Regions from separate parts of the Sus scrofa genome. Here region 2 is linked to region 1. The links are chromatin contacts, called in public HiChIP or PLAC-seq maps. All regions are on one chromosome and are shown on one strand. The core of a region is the stretch at or near the end of the contact, and the rest is flanking DNA. Distances in the headings are between cores, read along the strand shown. Region 1 overlaps CDC42BPA (serine/threonine-protein kinase MRCK alpha). Region 2 has its middle 30 kb from the start of AHCTF1.

What was found. HiChIP or PLAC-seq counts read pairs in DNA pulled down with a chosen protein or histone mark.
Region 2: an H3K27ac HiChIP or PLAC-seq map of alveolar macrophages shows a contact between it and region 1. The contact joins two enhancer-like sites. A contact is called at or near these places in 1 of 47 Hi-C or Micro-C datasets (embryonic fibroblasts) and 2 of 2 datasets of contacts at active chromatin or transcription factors (alveolar macrophages and skeletal muscle).

The regions. Positions count from the first base shown.
Region 1 is chr10:14,863,038-14,867,675 of Sscrofa11.1, reverse strand. All of the region lies in intron 2 of CDC42BPA (serine/threonine-protein kinase MRCK alpha), which reads left to right. Among named protein-coding and RNA genes, the nearest start is that of CDC42BPA, 76 kb to the left of the region's middle. Within about 2 kb of position 2,320, at least 1 of the 83 cell types and tissues checked has an H3K27ac peak or open chromatin away from gene starts, as enhancers often do. A contact at or near this core is called in alveolar macrophages, where this site is marked.
Region 2 is chr10:15,009,793-15,014,430 of Sscrofa11.1, reverse strand. No RefSeq gene overlaps it. Among named protein-coding and RNA genes, the nearest start is that of AHCTF1, 30 kb to the left of the region's middle. Within about 2 kb of position 1,885, at least 33 of the 83 cell types and tissues checked have an H3K27ac peak or open chromatin away from gene starts, as enhancers often do. A contact at or near this core is called in alveolar macrophages, where this site is marked.

The sequences.
Region 1 (4,638 bases), core at 1,071-3,570:
ATAGAAAAAATAGATATCCATATGTATTAATAAGGTAATTTAGTATTTCTTAAATAAAAGATTATTTTATAAAAATCAGTGGAATTTCTTTCTACTCAATAATCAGAAGAGATGATGACATAAACCAGAGGATGATGGCATATGATACCATTCACAATAATAAATCAAGTCTCTAGGATTTAACCTGACAAATAGTGCATGAGATCTACAAGGAGAGATTATTACAACATATGATTTAAAAAACCCCTGAAAGACAGATTTATCATGTTCAAATATGGTACAAAATATTTGTAAGGATGTCAGTTCTTCCTAAATCAATTCATTAGTTTTACGAAATGCCAATCAAAAGTCAGTGGAATAGTTTGAGAAATTCCACACACTAAAGACTTTGTATAGAACCTCTTATTCTAACACATGTGATTGTTTGACATCAACTCTTGTGATAAAAACAATTAGAAAACCTTTATTAAAATAAATTCAGGTGTTTGAAGGCATAAGAGCTATACACTAATCAAAGACTGAAGGGACTGAGAGTCACAGAAAAGGTCTTTTGAGAGGTGAACCCCCAGCATTCAGTTTTACCTTTCTTTTGAAGACAGTTGTCTGGAGTCAGAGAAGTTAAAGAGAACTTTCAGAAATCTCACAGGTAGGGGAAAAAAAATGGGGTTTAGTTCTCAGTGAAGTGGAAAGCTTTGTTAATTATTTCAGGTATTAAATTGGAACTCCTGAGAGACCACACCCTGAGGTGTAAGTGGAAATAGGCCAGCCCTCACAAGACTGAAACTCAGTTCTAGTCCAGTCAATCCCAGATTGGATTAAGGCAATCTGACCCTAATGTAGAAATGAAATACACAGTGATTGAAAGTAAAACTTAGGAGATCCCGTCGTGGCACAGTGGTTAACGAATCTGACTAGGAACCAGAAGGTTGCAGGTTTGATCCCTGCCCTTGCTCAGTGGGTTAACGATCTGGCGTTGCCGTGAGCTGTGGTGTATCACAGACATGGCTCGGATCCCGCGTTGCTGTGGCTGTGGCGTAGGCCAGTGGCTATGGCTCCGATTCGACCCCTAGCCTGGGAACCTCCATATGCCGCAGGAGCGGCCCAAGAAATGGTAAAAAGACAAAAAAATAAAAAATAAATAAATAATAGGTTTCACTGCAGTCTGAAGACAAGATTAGTGACATGGAAAATAGGTCAATAGGAACTATCTAGGCTGAAGCATGGAGAGGAAAAAAAATGGATGGAAAGTTTAAAAATAAGTGAGGGTTCAAATTAGACATAAAGAAAAAATTAACATGTATGTATTTATAGTTCCAAAGGGAGATGAAAAAGAGAGAAAATGGGACAAAAATAATATTTGAAGAGATAAGGGCTGAGAATTTTTCAGAGCTAACTAAAGACGTTAATCCATACACAGATTTAAGAATTATATGACTCCATGATAAGATCAGTACATTTAGGGCACATAATACATCCAGCCACACACTGTAAAACTTATGAAAACCAAAGATAAAGAAAAAATTTTGGTAATAGTTATAGGAAGAGGGACATGTAACTTTCAAAAAGCGATGCGAAGACAATACACTTTTCAATGGAAATGATGAAAGTTGAAGATAACAGAAAACAACATCTTAAAACTGAAAGAAGAAAACCTGTCAACCTCTGATTCTATACCAAGCAAAACAGATTTTTCTAGTGAGGGCAAAAACTACAAAATACTGTTGATGCTTTTGATTTCTGGGCTATCAGATAACTGTGTCCATGTTAGGAGGTGAGGCTCCATTCTCTTTGGATTTTAATCAGTTTGTTGGTGCCAGATCAGCTTCAGAGTTATTAGGATCCCCTGTTAAAAAGGATCAAGACAAGAACTTGGAGCCAGACTAGAGACTTTCAGGTATCTTCCCCCAAATGTAAACCTTTGTTCCTTACTTTGGATCTCAAAGGAGACTCAAAGCTGAATTTAGGTTTCCAGTCAGCCTTAGAAACTCATTTGTTAGTGAAACAGAGTCACTGAGATTTGGGCTTCCAGGCTGATGGCTAGAGGACAGGTCTTCAGTCTCAATCCACTTGATTTAATCATGGATAGAAGTGAAGGGGAATTACTCACCTTTCCTTTTTAACATTTGTCTCTTGACTCTAATAGAGAAGGTAAAACCTTCCTTGCTTTTAAGATGGAGTGTTTTTATTCACTCCAAACTTGAGCTCTAAGAGGAAAAAGGCAGCAGGCTAAGTTTTGCTAAAAAGGGAAGTAGAGCAGAGTGAATTTGCCCAGCCACTTACCTCTGTTAATATAGTTCTTGCAGATACTTTGAAATGACTCATGCATTATATTTAAGGCTAGACTATTAATGGATGTTGTGTTTTCAGAGGAAGTAGAGGTCCTCCCCACCTAACAAAATACATTTTATCATTACTGTCGCTTCCTTAAAATCATTTCATATTTGGAAATTAGTAAAAGAATTGATGGCAGAATGCAATCAGAAAAAAACTGAATGGGAGAATGAAATCAGCAATGGGTTAAGAATCTGACTGCAGTAGCTTGGGTTGCTGAGGAGGTGGGGGTTTGATCCCTGGCTGGGTACAGTGAGTTAAAGGATCTGGTGTTGCTGCAGCTGCAGTGTAGTTTGCAACTGTGGCTTGGATTCGGTCCCTGGCCCAGGAACTTCCATATGCAGAGTGTGCAGCCATAAAATAAAAAAAAAAATAATAATAAATGGGAATGAAGATGTAAGATACTTCTGTCTTTGTAATGGGGAATGTGAGAACCTTGTACGACTTCTTCCTGGTGCTTACACTTTTAAATTCTTGTTTCTTTGTTTAATGTTTGTCTTCACCAATAGATTGTAAGTGAAGGCAAGGATTGAATTTATTTATTATATCAATACTTGGCACAGTGCTTTTAAATATAATAATTTTCCTTTCCAGAGATGAAAAGCAGAAAAACGAAGGGTTTTCTTTGTTCTTGTTGTTTAGGTGTCTCTGTTTTGACTAATAAAAAATACTTATTGGAGTTCCCGTCACGGTGCAGCAGAAATGAACCTGACTAGGAATCATGAGGTTGTGGGTTTGATCCCTGGCCTTGCTCAGTGGGTTGAGGATCTGGTGTTGCTGTGAGCTGTGGTGTGGGTTGCAGACGCGGCTTGGATCTAGCCTTGCTGTGGCTCTGGTTTAGGCCGGGGTTGCAGCTCCTATTCAATCCCTAGCCTGGAAGCCTCCATGTGCCATGGGTGTGGCCCTAAAAAGAAAAAAAGAAACTTATTAATCATGTACTATATCCATGATGCTGAATAGTATTACAGTCTAATCAAAGGTACACAGCATTGAAATCCACTTCTGTAGTTCTGTGGCATTTCTTTCCAATCTTATTCTATTCATAGGTAATAATATTGGTAAACATTTATATCTAACCAGCTTTTCTTACCAGATAGTTTGTCTCTTCTCTATGTGTTGAAATGTTTCTTTTAAACCTGATTTCTAAAGGCTCCATAAAAGTCCATTATGTGGAAGTTTTGTAACCTTCTTAACAGTAATGGTAAGCTAGAACGCATGCCCCATGAAGGTAAGGATTTTCCCCCTATCCATTCATTTCAGTTCCTCAGCACCTATAGCAATGTCTGGTACATAGCAGGTATGCAGTACATAATGAAATACTGAGGTTGTCCTGTTTTTTTTTTTTTTTTCTATATTAGAAATAATGCTTTCCAAAGCGTTTTTATACATTAATACTTTCACTGCATTTCAAAAGATTTTCTAAATAATTTCTTCTAAAATAAACTTTTGGAAGAGGACCTTGCTGGTTGAAAGGATATGGACAGTGATACATGATTTCAGAGTAGTTTTCTGCTAGATAATGTTATTTGTGGCTTTCTATTTTTGTACTTTAATTTTATAAATTTTCTATACTAATTATATTCTAGTAGAATCAAGAGTTTTTTTTTTTTCTTTTAAGTGCATTTCTTTTTGTTCAGGGAGCCAGTAGTGATCTTGTGCCTGGAGTATAGGGTTTTGTTATTTTATTTTTAAAATTTTATTTAAGTGTAGTTGATGTACAGTGTTGTGTTAATTCCTGCTGTACAGCAGAGTAATTCAGCCATACACATATACGTGTCCATTCCCACGTAGGTTATCACAGAACACTGAGGAGGTTTCTCTGTGCTTACGGTAGGTTCCCGCTGATCATCCCTTCCACACACACAAGTGCACATTTGCTGATCCCAAACCCCAATCCATCGCTCTCCCTCCACTCTTTCCGCTTGGTAACTGTAAGCTTGTTTTTGAAATCTGTGAGTCTGTTTCTGTTTTGTAAATAAGTTCATTTTTTATCATTTTTAAAAATTCCACATGTAAGTGATATATTGGTCTTTCTCTGACTTAACATCACAAAATATGATAATCTCTAGGTCCATCTATGTTGCTACAAATGGCATTATTTCGTTCTTTTTTATGGCTGAGTAATTTCCATTGTTTATATGTACCACATCTTTATCCATTCCCGTCAGAGGACATTTAGGTTGCTTCCATGTCTTGGCTATTGTACATAATGCTGCAGTGAACATAGGGGTGCATGTATCTTTTTGAATTGTTTTTTTCCGGTTATGTGCCCAGGCGTGTGGTTGCTGGATCATATGATAGTTCTAT
Region 2 (4,638 bases), core at 636-3,135, 150 kb before region 1:
ATGGCTGGGGGAATAGGTGGAGAAAGAGGAAATAGGGCTTCGTTTAAGAGCAGGAACCAACCACTGTGGGCCTCCTGATGGAGAGAGCAGGCCAGGAGACCTTCTAAATTTGATCCGGGAGTTGGTCTGAGAAGGTGAGGGAGGGGCAGCCGGCAGGAGAAGGAGGGCATCCTGAGCCTGAAACAAAAATCAGACCCAAGAAGGCGTCCCTTTTACCATCTGCCAGGGCCTCAGAGAGCCTGCTGTGCCCTGACCTCTGCTCCTACCTGCAGGCTGGGCGTGGGGAGCGCCGTGAAACCCCACCTTGGATGAAGATTGCCGCATTCATCCTCTGGATGCTTAGCCCGGACACCTCGTTTCTGAAATGAGACTATGTTTTGTGATTTAAACATCTGTCCATAGACTGATCCCATACTCCAGAGAGAGCGGGAAAGGTCTGGAGCCCATGGTGTTTAGTCTAATGGCAGGGAAGAGCTCACGGAACACATTTGAAGGAGCGGTGGGTGACAAAAAGTTGCTTTTGGACCACATCCTAGGAGCGGTGCTAGTCACATGTGTGGGTGTGGTGGTTAATGGTGATGGGCAGGCCTCAGACCCCTAATCTGCAGGGGTCTACAGGGCGGGTCCTGTGGTTGAGGAGCCGCCGGCAGGAGCAGGGACCAACCCAAACCAGCTCCAAGGGAGAGGTCACTTCAAGGACTCTGACTCGTGGTACAGGCTGAGTTAAAAAAATTCATCTGTGTTGTTAATGGATGCATTTGGAGTGGATAAGCAATGAGCTCCTGCTGTAGAGCACAGGGAGCTCTGTCTGGTCGCTTATGATGGAACATGATGGAGGATAATGTGAGAAAAAGAATGTGTATATATGTGTGACTGGGTCGCTTTGCTGCACAGTAGAAACTGACAGAATGCTCTAAACCAACTCTAGTGGAAAAAATTAAAATCATGAAGAAATGTGTCTGTGCAGAAGATGACACATTTGTAGACGGAGTTACTGCCTGAGTCAAAATTCCATGGGACTCGGGGGTATAGCTCAGGGGTAGAGTATTTGATTGCAAAATTCCATGGGACAGAGTCCCACTCCCAGCTGTAGTCCCCCCTCCACCCATGACTCACAAAGGGTGAGAATTGCACCCCCCTCCCCAGCCCAGTCTTCCTGAGAAACCGACACTGAACTCCACCAAGCTGATCAGACTTCATCCTGTGACGTGTCAGAGCTAGGCGAGAGAGACATGCTTGCAGGTGGATCCTGGTTCCAGTTTGGAGAAATTGACCCCAGGGATACATGTCCTGCTCCTTAGGGAATGAAAATAAAAGATGTTACTGGAAAGCTGAATTAATACGCAACATACTTGGAGTTCCCACTATGGCTCAGCAGTATCAGCAGTAATGAATCTGACTAGTATCCCTGAAGATGAGAGTTTGATCCCTGGCCTCGCGCATGGGTTAAGGATCTGGTATTGCCTTGAGCTGTGCTGTAGGTCGAAGACGTGGCTGGGATCTGGCATTGCTGTGGCTGTGGCTGGCAGCTGCAGCTCTGATTCCACCCCTAGCCTGGGAACTTCCACATGCTGTGGGTGCGGCTCTAAAAATACAAAAACAAACAAACAAAACCCCCAAACAAACAAAACCATGCAACATCCTTATACATTCTGCCAAGTGTACAGCTCCAGAAATCTTTGATTCTGTGCCTTGCCTCCAAGCACCGTCCAAGAGCCTGAATTTTTGCTCTCCAGGCGATGTTTGCACTGCCTCTGTGTGTGTGTGTGTGTGTGTGTGTGTGTGTGTGTGTGTGTGTGTGTGTGTGTGTGTGTCTGCGAGCTGCCACTGCGGCTGCCATCTCGGACTGCAGCTGGTGTTGATGGCGCTGAAGCGCTGAGTCACTGGCTGTTTAGTTGCCCTTACATCACGTTCCATTGTCCTTTCTTCCTTTCTAGGCTTTTAAGGGCTCTTTCAGTGGTTTGGTTTGGTTTTGTTTTTGCCTCCGGGCCTGTTCCTATTGGGAAAAATGGCTACAAAAACCCAGAAGCTGCTGGGGCTTCTGAATAAACCTGAACAGAAGGACAGGCCGTTCCTGCAGGCTGCTGAGAACACCCAGTGCCCACATCTCCTCAGGGGCACCCAGTGGGCAGGGGAAGTGAGCAGGGTGCCCCAGGGTGGGCTCTGGCTCATTTTTCGGTAGCTCTCCCTGCTGTGCTAGTTTGAACTAGATCTGATGCGTGTAACAATCTTTCTGCATTCCAGATCCCACGCTCTCCATGTCCTGTTTTCGCACAAGTGTAACAGGTGGTGTAATTATCTGCGTGACATAAATTCTTGGAGAGCTGGCCTCCGGAGAACTGTCTTTAAATGACCATTTTGACCCAACAAGCTTGTCACTTTATTAACATTTTTTGGTTATAAAAAGACCTATTTATTATGGAAAAATTGGGGGAAACCCAGAAAAGTATAACGAATGAAATAAAAAGTATCCATAATCCATCATCCTGGAGTGCTCACTGAACATCTCGATGTAGACTTTTTCCAATATTTTTGTTTATATCTACCGGGAACCATCGACTGGAGCCACCACGTTGACTAGTCACAGTAATAGCCACTTGCAAGCGTTGTGTCACAGTGGCAGGCCCTGATAAGGTACGCGGTGCAGCCCTGAAGACTAACCAGGAGGATTTGGGAGGGGCCTACGGGAGGGGGAGACAACCAACCTCCCAGGATCCTTGGCGCTGGAATCCATCTTGGCCGAGAGGTGCAGGTGGCACCAGAAAGGACCCTGAGCCAGACTGAATACAGGCCGAGCAAGACGACTGGCCAGAGACAGCCCGGAAACTAACCCCATTCCCATAAAATCTGAGGCTGTGAGCCTCGTGGCTGAGCCGTTCTCCTGGGTTCCTTCTCCTGCTGCTCTGGACCCCGGGCGCCCCTTCCCAGTAGGTCTCGTGCTTTCTCAGCACGGGTGTCTCCTTGGACAACTCAGTCCTGAGAGTCAGACAAGAGCCCATGCCGGGGCCCTGGGAGGGGGTCCCCCTTCCTGCCACATAGCAATGGATTTGCACACACATTGTACATATCAGGCCCACACTGGACATTTTGTTTGAATTGTAAAATGTGCTGTGAATATACTCTTATGTACATTCTGGAAGTGCTGCAAACTAGTGAAGTCTGAGCCAGGAGATATTGCTGTATCTTTGCCTTATTTACTGTTTTATTTATTTATTTATTTATTGGTTTTTTAGGGCTGCACCTGTGGCACAAGGAAGTTCCCAGGATGGGGGTAGAATCAGAGCCCTAGCCACAGCCACATAGGATCTGAGCCATGTCTGAGACCTACACCACAGCTCACGGCAATGCCGGATCCTTAACCCACTGAGCGAGGCCAGGAATCGAACCTGCATCTTCCGATTTGTTTCTGCTGAGCCACGATGGTCCTTTCATTTTTAGTTCCGGGACATTTTTCTTGCCAAGACGGCCTCATCCACAGGTCCCGTCCTTTCCTCCCGCTTCTGCCAGGTGTTTAGAGCATCATCTCAGGTAACCCCTCCGTCTCTTCTTTTGTCTTCTGAGAACCCAGAGGTTCTCAAACTCGAGGGTGATGCACACTGAGGTGTGTGGAATGATTAGCCAATGGGGACCTGCTGTATAGCTCAGAGAACCCTACCCAGTATTCTGTGATTATCTGTGTGGAAAAAGAATCTGAAGAGAATGGATATGTGTATATATATATGACTGGGTCACTTTTGCTGTAAGGCAGAAATTATCACAACCTTGTAAATCAACTATACTTCAATAAAACTTGAAAAAAAAAAAAAACCCAAACTTTGAGTTCCTGTTGTGACTCAGCAGTAACAAACAGGACTAGCATCCATGTGATCCCTGGCCTCACTGAGTAGGTTAAGGATCTGGTGCCATGATCTGTGGTTGTAGGTTGCAGTCAAGCTCAGATCCCACGTTGCTGTGACTGTGGTGTAGGCTGGCAGCTGTAGCTGATTTGGCCCCTAGCCTGGGAACCTCCATATGCTGCACCTGCAGCCCTAAAAAGACAAAAACCCCAAAACCACAAAAACTTGAGAGTACATCAAAATCACCTGGAAGCCTCAAAAAAAAAAAAAAAAAAAAAAAAAAAAAGAGTTCCCTGGTGGTAAACAGTTAAGGATCTGGTGTTGTCACTGCTGTGGCTCAAGTTCGATCCCTGGCCCTGGTACTTCTGCATGCCATGGGCACGGCCAAAAATAAATAAATAAATAAATCACCTGGAAGGTTCAAAAGAGGGGACTGGGCTTCATCTCCAGCATTTCAGGTTAGTAGGGATGGCTTCGGTGGTGGGGCAAGCTCCTGGGGGTATGGCCTGTGTTGGTTCAGTGGAGCTACAAGGGGAACTCCCCAAAGCCTTGTTTTTAACTTGTGCCATCTCCTTGCAGTGTCACCTACACTACAGAGGACAGAACTGCTTTTTAAACAATTTTTTTTTAGCCACACCTTCGGCAGGTGGAAGTTCCTGGGGCAGGGATGGAAAACGAACCTCTGCAGTGACAATGCCCAATCATTAACCTGTAGGCCACCAGGGAACTCCCAGAGTCAGAAGGGCTTTGGAGAAGCCCCTCGGTACCTGAGAGTAGAGGGCAGGGTTTTTTTCCCTCCCCC